2 separate regions of the Mus musculus genome follow, and region 2 is linked to region 1. A link is a contact called in public Hi-C data. All regions are on one chromosome and are shown on one strand. The core of a region is the stretch at or near the end of the contact, and the rest is flanking DNA. Distances in the headings are between cores, read along the strand shown.

Region 1 (5,977 bases), core at 1,613-4,112:
CACTGTACAATTACAGTAAGAAGCACATAAAATGAGGCTCTAGATCGTGAGGTGCTGACTGTGGCTAAGCAGCGCAGCTTTCCCCACTGGACAGCATCATGGACAGAGCAGTGGTATAACTGAATCATATGGACCATCATGTTTTAGCTGCCATGCTTCGTCCACCACAAGGGAGTGAGCACACTAGAACTGTGAGTCCCCCAAGTCCCCCCTTACTCAACTTGTCTCCCAGGTATTTTGTCATGGTGGCAGGAAATGTTGCTAATACAGGATATGTTTTGAAGCCATATTGATGAAGTTTCCTGACAGTGGGACAGGGTTATAAGAGAAAGAAAGAATTGAAGAATGTCCCTTTGGACTAAGCAGATGTAGGGTAGTAGAAGCATAAACAGGATGTATTTAAGCATTTTGCCTAACTTTGTAGTGCAGTCAAAAGCCAATTTGTCCTAACGGACATAATAAAAATGAGAAATGAATGCATATCAGATAATTTTGAAGCTCTAAGAGCAGGTATGATGGTTATAATCCTGCCTCATTACTTGTGAGCTGTGTCTCCCTGACAGCATCTACTAGCATCTCTGTGCCCCCAGTTCCTTCTCAGAAATATGAGGATAAAGGTAGTATTCCTGCCTCATGATGCTCGAAACACTTATGGGTTTGATAAACAAAAACAAAAATCAGAAGCTGGGGCCAGGTGTGATCCCAGCACTCAGGAAGCTGTGGCAGAAGAGTCTGGCAAATTCAAGGCCAGTCTGGGATTCATAGCAAGTACCAGGCCAGCCAGGTCAAGAACTTATTACACAAAAGCAAAATAAATCCACCACCACCATCACCACTACCACTACCACTACCACTACCACCACCACCACCACCACCACCACCAATACCACCACCACCACCACCACCACCAATACCACCACCACCACCACCAACACCACCAACACCACCACCAATAACAACTGTCTCAAAAGCTGGGGGATCTGCATAGCTAACAGTACAATTTGAACAGTGCATGTGAGAGATGGTAACTCTTTTTCTCTATCACATAAGAGTGTCTACCTCTTCTTCTCTTGAGTCCCTGCCTGACTCTCAGCTGGGAAGCTCAAACTTCTCTGGGAACTAACACAGAGTAAGTATGATTTCCATTAGGCTGTCAGATGATGTTAAAAGAAGAGCAAGAAACACATGGCAGAGGGAACACATACACACAAGCAAATATTCAGGCATTCTCTGCACCTATGCTCAGATCCATTCTTAGCAGCTGATGATGCCAGATTGAATAGATAGAAAGGTGGGATTCTGAAAAAGAGATTGAAACACTGCAGTGCTTAGCCCTGCCCTTATTCATTCATTCTGGTTTGCCATCCGCCCAGTTGCAGAACTGTTCCCTTTCCCAGAGCAAGAATACATCTGAGATTCATTCACGGCTGAAGACTCAGCCTAGACCTCTACGACTGTGGTGGTTTGAATATGCTTAGCCTAGAGAGTGGCACTGTTTGGAGGTGGCCTTGTTGAAAAAGGTATGACCTTTTTGGAGTAGGCGTGTCATTGTGGGTGTGGGCTTTAAAACCCTCATCCTTGACACCATATTGATTAAATGTACAAAAGTTCTTATTTACCACAAGAATACCCAGCCTAGTGGAACACACCAGGGAAACATACCAGCATTTGGGATCTAAGGAACAGAGGTAGGAAGATCAAGAGTTCAAACTTAAATTTGGCTACATTAAAAAGTTACAGGTTAACCTGAGCTACATGAAATCCAATGTCAAGCACACAGAACAATCTCCAATCAAACTGAACCAAACCAAACTGGAAAGGTTCTGTCCCGAGCAGAGAACAACTTCAAAGCTGTGTTCAAGGACCTGTGACTCTCTTAAAATCTTGCGGTGTCTGTCATTCCATTAGGTAAAGGTTTTCTGGTTTTGTTGTTTTCCTGTTTGGAATAGCCTTGCTATGTATTCCAAGTGGTCTTAAATTTGTACTCTTCCTGCCCTGGCTCCCTGAAAACTGGCAAGACTTTCTATATATCCTTAGTCTATAACTCTAAGTTCTGTTTTTTAAGGCCCAAGTTTTTTCTTCTTTCAGATACCCCTCACTCTTAAGTCATTTAAGTTTTTTTTTTTTTTTTTACTTTATTATGGAAATCAGTGTAACTCTTCAAATCTAAACTGAGTTTTTTTGGTTTTGTTTGTTTGTTTGTTTTTTGTTTTACTTCCTCGGCTATCCTGAGGTATGCTGATAAATGTAAGAGGCATTTATTTTAACCTCCATTTGTTAGTGTTAAATGTCTTAGAATGCAACACACAGACTCATTTCTTTTAAAACTTAAAGTATTTAATTTGCAAATGTATTAGTGTGTGTGTACGTGTCCGTATGTGTGTGTGTGAGTGCCTGTGGAGGTCAGAGGGAGTCTTTTAGGAGCGCATTCTCTCCTTCCGCCTTGCTGAGGCAGGAGCTCTCTTTTTCTGTTGAGGCATTTATCCTGTCCCCAGAAAATAAGCCAATTCAAGCTAAATTAAAGCATACTGAGGCAGATTTATTGGGAAGCAGCTCTAGGGAAGAGTCACTGTTCTCAAGGAACTAGAGCAGGCAAGTCGCCATGGGGAGGGAGAGAGGGTGGAGGGGGAAGGGAAAGAAAGAAGACAAAAAGATGTTGGGCATGCAGGGAGAGAGAAAATGCAGAAAGGGGGCTCAAAATATCTGGATTGTATGGGGAAGAGCTTCTGGGGCAGGGGGAGGCCAATTTCTCTGCTGGACAGTTTAAGGCATAGAACAGGGTCTGTCATCTGTACCCTGTAACAGGTAGGGACAGAAGGGTACTAGGAGAACCTGGAGGTCAGGGCCCTTTCCTATGTTAAATAGGCACCTCAGCTGGTGTCTGAATTCCAAGGGCAGGATCTCTCTTGTTCAGCTGAGAAGCAGTCTCCCTGTTCACACTCCAGGTTAGCTGCCCTCAAGCTACTGCTGATTGTTCGGTTACTGCCATTTTACCCGACTAATGGGGTTACAGATGCTTGGTTCTGGGGACTGAGTTCAGACTGTCAGCACTTGGCAAGTGCTTCCATTTGCTGAGTTGTCTCCCAAGCCCCCCTCGAGGATAATATCAACTGAACTACAAACCGAGGTAATACCTGGGTCTCTGAGAAACAGCCAGCGAAATGGGAGGTGACCTTGTCCCGACAAAACTTACGATGAGGGCTGGAGAGATGGCTCAGAGGTTAAGAGCACTGACTGCTCTTCCAGAGGTCCTGAGTTCAATTCCCAGCAACGACATGTTGTGGTCACACATGGTGGCTCACAACCATCTGTAATGGGATCTGATGCCCTCTTCTGTTGTGTCTGAAGAGAGCAACAGTGTACTCATATAAATGAAATAAATAAATCTTTAAAAAAAGAAAGACTTACAATGAACTGGCAGGGAGAGATAATATTTAAAAGAAAGGAGAGGGAAACCCTAGCCTGAGCAATACGGTGCATACCCACCCAAGCAGGATGGAATTCCAGATTGTGGTACGTAAAGCGGGACGATAAAATCATCTGCAGCCAGATAGGCCAGGGTGAACCACAGCTGCAGCCAGATTGGCCAGTCTGGACCACAAGCTACAGATATGCAAAAATGAAACAAAACAGAGGAAAGGGAAGGTTAAAAAAAATCAACAGACTTCTTATGCCAACTCTGAAGAAAAGAGTCGAGGAAAGGCACTGTGGAGACGTGTATCTTTTAGTGAAAACAGATTAAGGAAGATTTCCTGAACCTGAGACTCGATGTGGAAGTTAAGAAGAGATAAAGACAGCTAGGCAGAGCTGAAATGCTTTTGGCAGAAAGAATCAGCCAATACAGTATGACTTGAGGGATGGGAGCAAATGTTGCTTGGTGCCAGAAGTCATAGGAGGCAGAAGGTAAATGCCACAGGTTCTCACAGGAGGGTAACTGCCAAGGTTGGGATGTATACACATAACATTTATGTGTTCTAAACACATTTTTACATTTAAGTTGATTGCAGGTGAGATTCATGAAGGTAGAAGAATTAGGATTGGATGAGGTCATGAGGGTCAGGCCTCCGAATGGCATTAGCGATTTGTTTTGTTTTGAGATGTGTCCTGTTTTCTAGTTGCCTGTTTCTGTGTCGGTAGCAGAGGAGCATAGACCTCATATCCTCAGGCTCCTGCCACCACACAAGAGTTAAGACACAGTGGGGAAGCGCAAAGATGTTTAGCACCAACTTTTCAGGCTCGGAACTGTGAGTCAATACAATCAATGACTCTAAGTGGGTTTGTTATAGGAGCAGAAAATGAACTAAGAGTGTACCATTAGGATTGCCTTGAACTGAAGGAAGCCATAGCTGTCTGCTTCTGCAGTGAGAGGAATAAAGGAGGCAGAAACAGAAACACAGAGACCCATGGAGATGGTGCTGGAGAAGCTCAATCAAGGAGAGTTCAGTGGACTTGTTGGTAAGCCCCCATTGCTGAAGACACTATGCACTTTGGTTATAGGATATAGAGACATCAAGTTGGTACTGACCAGGAAGCTTCCTTCTGACAACTACCTCTCACATTACTGAAAGAAAAACTATCAACAGTTTTACTGAATTATGAACCCTGTAAGTTACAATATCCAATTGACTGTCAAGCTATGCCCATACTACAATAATGGCACGAATGATATGTTTGTAACTAACTGCTTTCCCCGTGGATTTGAGGCCTGCCCCACAGAAGAATGGTTCTATAAATCTGGCCATTTAACCATGGCTGGGGCCCAGGATTAAACCTCTATTATTTTAACAAATGGATGTAGCATCACACTTTCCTCTAAATTAGTAACTCTGCACTCAGTTAGATTAAAGCAACTCTAAGACATCATCAGAGAAGTTTCTTTACAGTAAATGTGATAAACATAGAAATTCACTGTTGGTCCAAGTCTAGAGAATAAGTGACTGTGGTGTGCTTAGCCACAAATGGGGCATCCATCTCATGGCCCTAATCTCAAGGCTAAAGGACCATTACAGAAGGAGGAGAAGAGCCAGGAGGTAGTGGTACATACGTTTAGTTCCAGTACTTGAAAGGCAAGTAGATCTCTGTGAGTTCAAGGCCAGCCTGGTCTACAAATCAGTTCTAAGAGTGGGGGCTGTTACCTAAAGAAACCCGGTCTCAAAAAAAACCAAAACCAATACAAAAACAATAAAAAAATAAAAAACAAAACACCAAGATCAGTTTATACTATGTACTCATGGGTGGGAAGCTACCTTGGAGCTTGGTAGACCTACAGGTGGTTGGATCTTTAAGGAAAACTCCCTCTCCCTCACCAAGAAGTTACTTCAATAGCTCCTCCCTTCTCCCCCCAAGTTGGAACTGGGACTGGCTCTATTGCTGCAGGCAACCAGTTCTTTTTTGATGTTTTGGTTTGGGTTGTTTTTGACTGGATTTTTTGTTTGTCTGTCTGTTTGTTTGTTTTTAACACAGAATCTCACTGTATACCTCTGGATGGCCTGGAACCCATTATGTAGACTAGGCTGGCCTCAAACTTACAGACATTCACCTCTCTCTGCCTCCTGCATGCTGAGATTAAAGGTATAAAATATATGCCCTGTCCCAAAACAGCTTTTGTGAGTTCATGACTACAGTGGTCTGGTCATGTCTGGAAGACACTGTTTTGTCCTGGTCCTGTTCTACAATAGCTGAGAGCATTGCTGCTGTTGTTATTGTTAGTGGTGGTGGTGGTGCTGCTGCTGCTGGTGGTGGTGGTGATGGTGTGTGTGTGTGTGTGTGTGTGTGTGTGTGTCTGTGTGTTCTACCCCATTTACTCTCTCAAACTTTGATTACTTTCTGCTGAGGTCTGAGAGCTGCACTATGGCTGAAACTGTTTTAAGAAGATACTTTCCAAGGCTCTCTTTGCTCTGACAAAACCTTCCTGAATAACTAGAATAAGTGCCTACTTGTGCACACATTTTTTTTTTTCTCAGCAGATAAAAGCACA
Region 2 (6,688 bases), core at 2,773-5,272, 42 kb before region 1:
AGGTGTGACCTGCCAACACAGCTCCAGCGTTTGGGACACAGGGAAGTGATATGTAATTGGTGCTGCTCTGTAGTCTTGGTGGCAAAACAGAAAAAAAATATCTGGTTAATGTGTTTGAGTACTGCTATTAAAATCATTCAGCTCCAACTATCTTCTGCATTCTTGAGACTCCAAACTTACCTATGCAGGACATAAAACAAAATATCCTGTGTTTCTCTGCTAAAGGGTGGCCTGAGTGGGAAACGAGCATTGCCTCTATGGTTCTACACAGATTAAGTTATGGCCAAGAATGACCACAGGTTTCTCAGAGGAAAGGAGTGTGAGCACTTGCTTGATTTTCTTGCCTTAGACCTAAGTTGTTTATTATACATATGCATATATGGATCAATAAACAGCCAAGCCTATTGGCTAGCCCTACCTAAGCTATATATATATATATATATATATATATATATATATATATATATATGCCTTGCATATATGCACATATACACACACATACACACACACACACACACATACACACACACATAAGGAAGGGGGAGAAGAACAAAGATTCTCAAGTTCTTTTGGCTTATAATTATACTTTAATTCTAGAGATCATATTTTTATGGTCAAACTAATTCTTCCTGACATAATTAAGCCTGGGCTTGTATTCCATTTAAATTTTGTGAATTTTGTTCAGTAATTCTCCATAACTGTTATTTGTAGCTATGGAATTCTTATTATAAGCAGTGCAGTACATTATAAAGGCTTCAAGAGAAGTTGCCTTGAAGAGAAGTCACTGTTTAGCTGGAAGGAGACAGGTTAAAACCCATAAAATAACAGCCAGTAGAAGAGAATAATGTGTTAGTTATTTTACAAAATGTGATTGACATTTTAAAATAATGGTTATTTTTAATGACAATTTTTACATTGTGCCTTCTCACTTATTAAAAGTAAAATGTCCAAATCTGCCTTTTCTGAGTATAATATCACCCCCTCTTGTCCAGGCTGGCCTTAGATGTCTACCGTCCTGCCACCCAAGTAACTGGGATTAAATGTACAGGCCATGATACCTTGCATGGCTCTCAATGGCATCCAAATCCTCTTGCTAGCTATGAATATAACTTTACTTGGAAGCAGATTATTTATAGATATGTTTGATTTAATATGAGTTTATTTAAAAAGGGACCTCATGTAATCTGGCCAGTATCTTTACTTTTTTATTTTTAAGTTTTAGACAGGGTATCATTATGTACTCCTGGATGAGTGGGAAATTCAAGATCCATCGATCTCTGCCTCCAAGTGCTGGGATTCAAGGCATGCTCCACCACACTGACACGACCCGTTCATTGTTGTTTGTGTGCTTTAAATGTCTTAGCCAGGTTGTCCTGGTGCATGCTTTTTAGCTCTTATTTATGTTAGTACACGGTCGCTCTCTTCAGACACACCAAAAGAGGGCATCAGATCCCATTACAGATGGTTGCGAACCACCACGTGGTTGCTGGGAGTTGAACTCAGGACCTCTTGAAGAGCAGTCAGTGCTCTTAACCTCTGAGCCATCTCTCCAGCCCCATGACCAGTTTTTAAATCAATCCTTTTTCATTTTTCTTTTAATTTTGTGATTATATCAACATCATTTCTACCTTCTCGTTCCAAAATTTCCCATATTGCCCTCATTGCTCTCTTTTAATAATATGGCCTGTGAGGGGTGTGTGTGTGTGTGTGTGTGTGTGTGTGTGTGTGCGCGCGCGTGTGTGTGTACATATATTCCTAACTGTACCTCTGTTCTGACTGTATAATGATAACTTGTATGTAGGTTCTCAGGGCTGATGATTTGATACTGGATAACCAATTGGTGTGTTCTTCCCTGGAGAAGGCTACTTCTCCCACTCTCAGCACTCCTTAGTTCACTATAATTCTTCACAGGGTTGAGGCTCTATCCACCATGGCATTTCAGTGCTATCATCTTTGTGCAGCTCATCTTAGAGGATCATAATGGGACAGATGTTATGGGTGTAGCTTCTGACATTAGTAGGAGACATTACTTCACAGCAAACCCTATAGTCCTTTGGCTCTTAGTCTTTTCACCTTCTCCAGTGTTCCTTGAGTGGGGAAGTGTTTTGTAGATGTATTCACTGGGACTGGGCCCCACAGCTCTGCATTTTGATTGGCTATGGTTTTCTGTAACGGTCTCTGTGGCAAAGAGAAGTTTCCTGGTGAGAGGTGATGACTACACTTATGGTTGGGTACGAAACAGATATTTAAAATTTAGTTAAATATTATGCTGGTTGCTAAAAGTGGTGATTATAGATTCTTTCCCAATTCATGATTTCACTAGCCCCGAGGAGTTAAACAGGTTTCTAGTCCCAAGCCCCCAGTTTCCCTCTAGTTGAGCAAATCTTAAATCCAGTTAGAGAGGTGTTGGTTACTGCCAAAGCTCATGTTCCCCCACTGTACCCTTAGGGTTAGTGTACCATTGTTGCTTATAGAAATTATAGCTGGGTAGAACTTTTGGTTGCCTCCCTCCTTTGGAAACACCATGAAAGCTAGTTGTCAGGAATGGCACATTCAGGTCACTTTCTTATCCCTTTGTCTGAAGTAACTGCTATCTTCAGTAATAGAGATTGTTTTCCATTTTTGGGGGAACAACAAGGACAAGAGCGATAGTCTGTATGTGGGGGAAGTCTCTTGGACAACCCTATTCAATGACTCAAAAGAAGGCCTCTCATTACTGGTGTTGGGTTTTTCTTAGGTGATTTTTGGTTCTGGTAGAAAGCATTGTCAGCCCAGATGAGGAAATTTTATTTAAACTATATATGATATTATACATAGACTAACTGGTATTTTGGGGTTCTTTTAAGGTAGCTAATGGTATGATTCAGGCATCCTTACTGTTATCTTACTCTCTCCTTCTGTGTTTATGTGCCTTCTCTTCCCTAATAACAGCACACCCCTTTTCCCAATTATCCATCGTATCTCTTGTACCCTGCTATTTCCATCTGTATCACTTCCCCACACCCATCCCAGAAATGGTGTGCACTTGCATTTGTCAGTGTGGAACTTGGAGCCTCCAGTGAGAGCACATGACCTTAGTAGGGAGTTAATGTGGAGACAAACACAGAAAAAAAATGCCATGTGATCCAAGCAGCATAGACTGTATGCCAGGGACAATCAGAGATCTATGGCCATTGCTGAGATGTAGAAAGGAGCCCAGAGGGGTCTACCTAGAACATGGTGGACAGTCTCCAGGATTGTAAGAGGGTAAGTCCATGTGGTAGTGAATATGCTTGACCCAGGGAGCGGCACTACCAGGAGATGTGGCCATGCTGGAGTAGGTTGGCCTTGTTGGAGGAAGTGTGTCACTGTGGGGGTGCACAATGAGACCCTTCTGCTAGCCATGTGGGAGCTAGTCTTCTAGCAGCATTCAGATAAGGAATATAGAACTCTCAGCTCTTCCCTCTTCCTGCACCATGCCTGCCTGGACGCTGTGATGCTCCTGTCTTGATAATGATGGACTGAACCTCTGAACCTGTAAGCCAGCCCCAATTAAAGGTTGACCTTGTAAGAGTTGCCTTGGTCATGGAGTCTGTTCACAACAGTCAACCCTTAACTAAGATAGTCCACCTTTACTATTTTAGGTACAGTGCTAGGTGTGGCACTTCTTACCGAAGTCCTGGAAAGTGAAAGATGCTGTCCTCCCCCACGCCTTCTCCTTACCTCTGCCAGCCCACTGATCAGTTCTTCCCAAGTTCACGATATAAAGAGACCTCGTAAACATGCCAATTTTGGATGGAGTCTGAGATTCTAGGCTCTAAGGACGCAGCGGAGGATGATTTTGAACTTCTGTTCTCCCTTCCTCCACTCCAGTCTTCAAGCATACTAGGCAAGCACTCCTCCGTCTTTGCTGCGTCAGCAGCTCAGAGAGCCTGTGCTTCTTATGAGCTACTTTGTGATGCTGGGTTGCTGGTCCAAGAACTCTACTTGGACCAACAAGGGCTTGTTGGGGAGTTTGCTCCAATGCTAGCAAAGATGAAGCTGGAAGAGTTTCCCAGAGAAATGAAAATGTCCAGGGATCGGAAGTCGGAACAACTTCCTGCTGAGGCTATAGCTGTGTAGCAGTGTCTGATTAGAGCATCAGGCCTTCGGTTCCATCTCTACCATATCAACAGCGATGTAAATGGCTATCACTATAACAGTACGCTGATATTTTATGTGGCCGCCCCGCATTTTACCTTTCCAGTATTTTAGACAGAAAGATGAATAAGAACACCAGAACCAACGTGGTCTGTGTGTTCAGTCTAGGAAAACTGCTTTCCTCCTATCCTCTGGTAGGCTTTGCGGATCACGTGTTTCACTGGCAGGTGGCCGGTTTCTAGTTTTATTCAGGACATTCTGCAGCTGCAGTTTGGAGTAAAATTGTGCTCTGGGACAGGTGGTCCAAGCTACGTTTGCAGAAATGCTTATCTATCGTTCTCTTCATTTTAAACTCCGAGGAGGAAGCAAGAAACATGGCCGCTATAAAGACAGATTTCAACAGGCCTTCTAAATCCCCGGGACCTCTCCAAGGGCAAGGAAGCTAATCAGTGCCTGAGATGACAGATAGGATGTCGCGATGAAGGCCCTGGATTTTACAGTAAGTCACTGCCTGTACACCATGCCAGATTCCAACCTGACTTGCGTCACCGCAGTGTGGCTTTATGACAAGATTAGTTACCAAACACACTGAAAAGATAACCTTAGGAAACGGAGGGCATAAATAAGACAGAAGTTTGGAACCGCGGAAGTATTAAAAAAATCCAAACGAAGATCATCTCAAAGTCACTGTTCAAGGACAAAGCCGGGATTTGCGCCAACAAGCTTCGATGGAAGAATTTGATCCCTAGACTAGTCAGCCCTTAAGGCAAAGAAAACAACGCAGGAAGTTAGTGCTGGGCTTGGTCGGGATTCAAAAGCTGTAAACCCTGCGCTGCTCCGGGAAGCGCAGAGACCGGTCTGCAGCACTGAGGGCTCGGCCTCGGCGTGCACGGAGCCCGGCAGCCTCTGGCTGTGCAGGGCGAAGCGGGAGTCCGCGGGAGCGGTGACTCAGCGCTGAGTCAGGCGAGCGCTACGTGCCGGGAGACCGGCTGTCAGGAAGGGCGTCCCAGCGCCTCGGCCGCGGAGACCCCGGGGCCACTCACCCGCCGCACGCACGGGCCAGAGCGGGTGACGTCCAGGATCCGCAGCGGGGGTGGGGTGGGGGGTGGGGGTGGCCCCACGTGACCCCGTTTCCAGGGCTTAGGCTTTCGTCCCATGTATTTCCTCAGATAGGAGATTTCTCTTGCTCTGGCTTGTATTTGTTGTTGTTTGTTTGATTTTTTTTGGAGGGGGGGGTGTGGGTGGGTTTTGTCTGCTTGTTTGTTTTTTGCTTTTGTTTGGTTTTATTTTTTGTTTGCTTACGTTTAATTTTTTTAATAATCCGCACCCAATTTGAGAAATGACATTTTTAAATGAGACACAGGAAGAATGAGTAAATAAAACAAAAACACGCCTTGCAAGTGATGTGTCAAACCTTTGCACGACTTTGAGGTTAAATCATTGTGGCCTTAGTGGAATTGTAAAACATTAGGTATCCTTGGAAAAAGAGAGTTTAACTCGGTTTTGATGTTCAGTGTTAAAGGAAGCCAATCTTTGGTCTTTGTGCAATTGCCTTTCTCATAAAGGATTCTAAAAGCTGGAGGCATGTTTGATAGTAACAGAGAACCATGATGGTGTCCTGGGCATTCAGCCCTCTAGCATCCTGTTCGGATTTTTCCAACTGTACTGGTGATTGTGGCAATGCTATGTTGAGAGCCAATGGCAAGTGTTGCATTGTTCAGTGTAGCTGATCAATGAGATAATCCAGAGACAGGTCGAGGGACAGGGACCCCTTTGAGCTGAGTTTTAAGACAATCACACTAGGCCTTTAGAACCTGTGCCAACTGTTGCCAATTGTTTTCCAAGGTCCTAGAATTCTTATTGCTCCTGATGCCAGTGTGCATTTGAAACAGTGCATCGCATCACCATAGAACAGCCTTCTTTCTATTAGGAATGCTTTTCTTGCTTTTTACTAGGTTGAGACTGTCCCAAGACGTGCATGCTCTTTTTTTCTAGTTGTAAAAAAAAAAAAAAAAAAAATTAAATATTTAAATTGGGTGGGGGTGAGCCTTTAACCCCACGATTCGGAAGGCAGGGCATGTGTATTCCTGACTTTGAGGCTAGCCTAGTCTACAGAGCTAGTTCCTGGTCAGCCAGGGTTACACAGAGAAACCCTGAGGGGGAGGGGGAGGTAGGGAGCCATAATAAGGGCGTGGAGATGAAAGATGAGTGTGGTGGGAGGAGGGGGGATTTAAACCACTGTGGTGGGACCCTGTCTCAAAGACCCTAAAATAATAATAATATATAAATAAAATATAAAAAGAAAAAAAAGGAATGCTTTTCTTGCAGGGAAGAGCTTTGAGGTTAGAGTGACTCTCCAAGCTTATATGCAGGCATGACAGCCAGATTTTTTTATAGGAAGTTAAAGACCCTAAACTGACATTGAAAAGGAAGGAAGGGAGGAAGGAAGAAAGGGAGGGAGGGAGGGAGGCAGGAAGGAAGGAATGAAGGAAGGAAGGAAGGAAGAGAGGGAGGGTGGGAGGGAACAAAACTGTGAGAAATGGATGAACTAAGAAATGGAAAGCAATAT

Evidence for each region. Hi-C and Micro-C count contacts between places; a contact is called where the count stands out from the background.
Region 2: a contact with region 1 is called in a Hi-C map of embryonic stem cells, with 1.9 times the contacts expected there. The contact joins the promoter of 9330111N05Rik here to the enhancer-like site in region 1. A contact is called at or near these places in 1 of 15 datasets of contacts at CTCF or cohesin (the NIH/3T3 cell line), 5 of 484 Hi-C or Micro-C datasets (the CH12 cell line, embryonic stem cells, granulocytes and 2 more) and 4 of 115 datasets of contacts at active chromatin or transcription factors (bone marrow-derived macrophages, embryonic fibroblasts, embryonic stem cells and 1 more).

Annotation. Positions count from the first base shown.
Region 1 is chr13:80,918,721-80,924,697 of GRCm38.p6, reverse strand. No RefSeq gene overlaps it. Among named protein-coding and RNA genes, the nearest start is that of 5430425K12Rik, 19 kb to the left of the region's middle. Within about 2 kb of position 2,862, at least 12 of the 459 cell types and tissues checked have an H3K27ac peak or open chromatin away from gene starts, as enhancers often do. A contact at or near this core is called in embryonic stem cells, where this site is marked.
Region 2 is chr13:80,961,408-80,968,095 of GRCm38.p6, reverse strand. It overlaps 9330111N05Rik (RIKEN cDNA 9330111N05 gene), which reads right to left and starts at 4,022. Exons shown (of 2, transcript NR_015587.3): 1 at 3,703-4,022. Gm4211 (a long non-coding RNA gene) reads left to right here and starts at 6,662. Exons shown (of 3, transcript XR_382678.2): 1 at 6,662-6,688.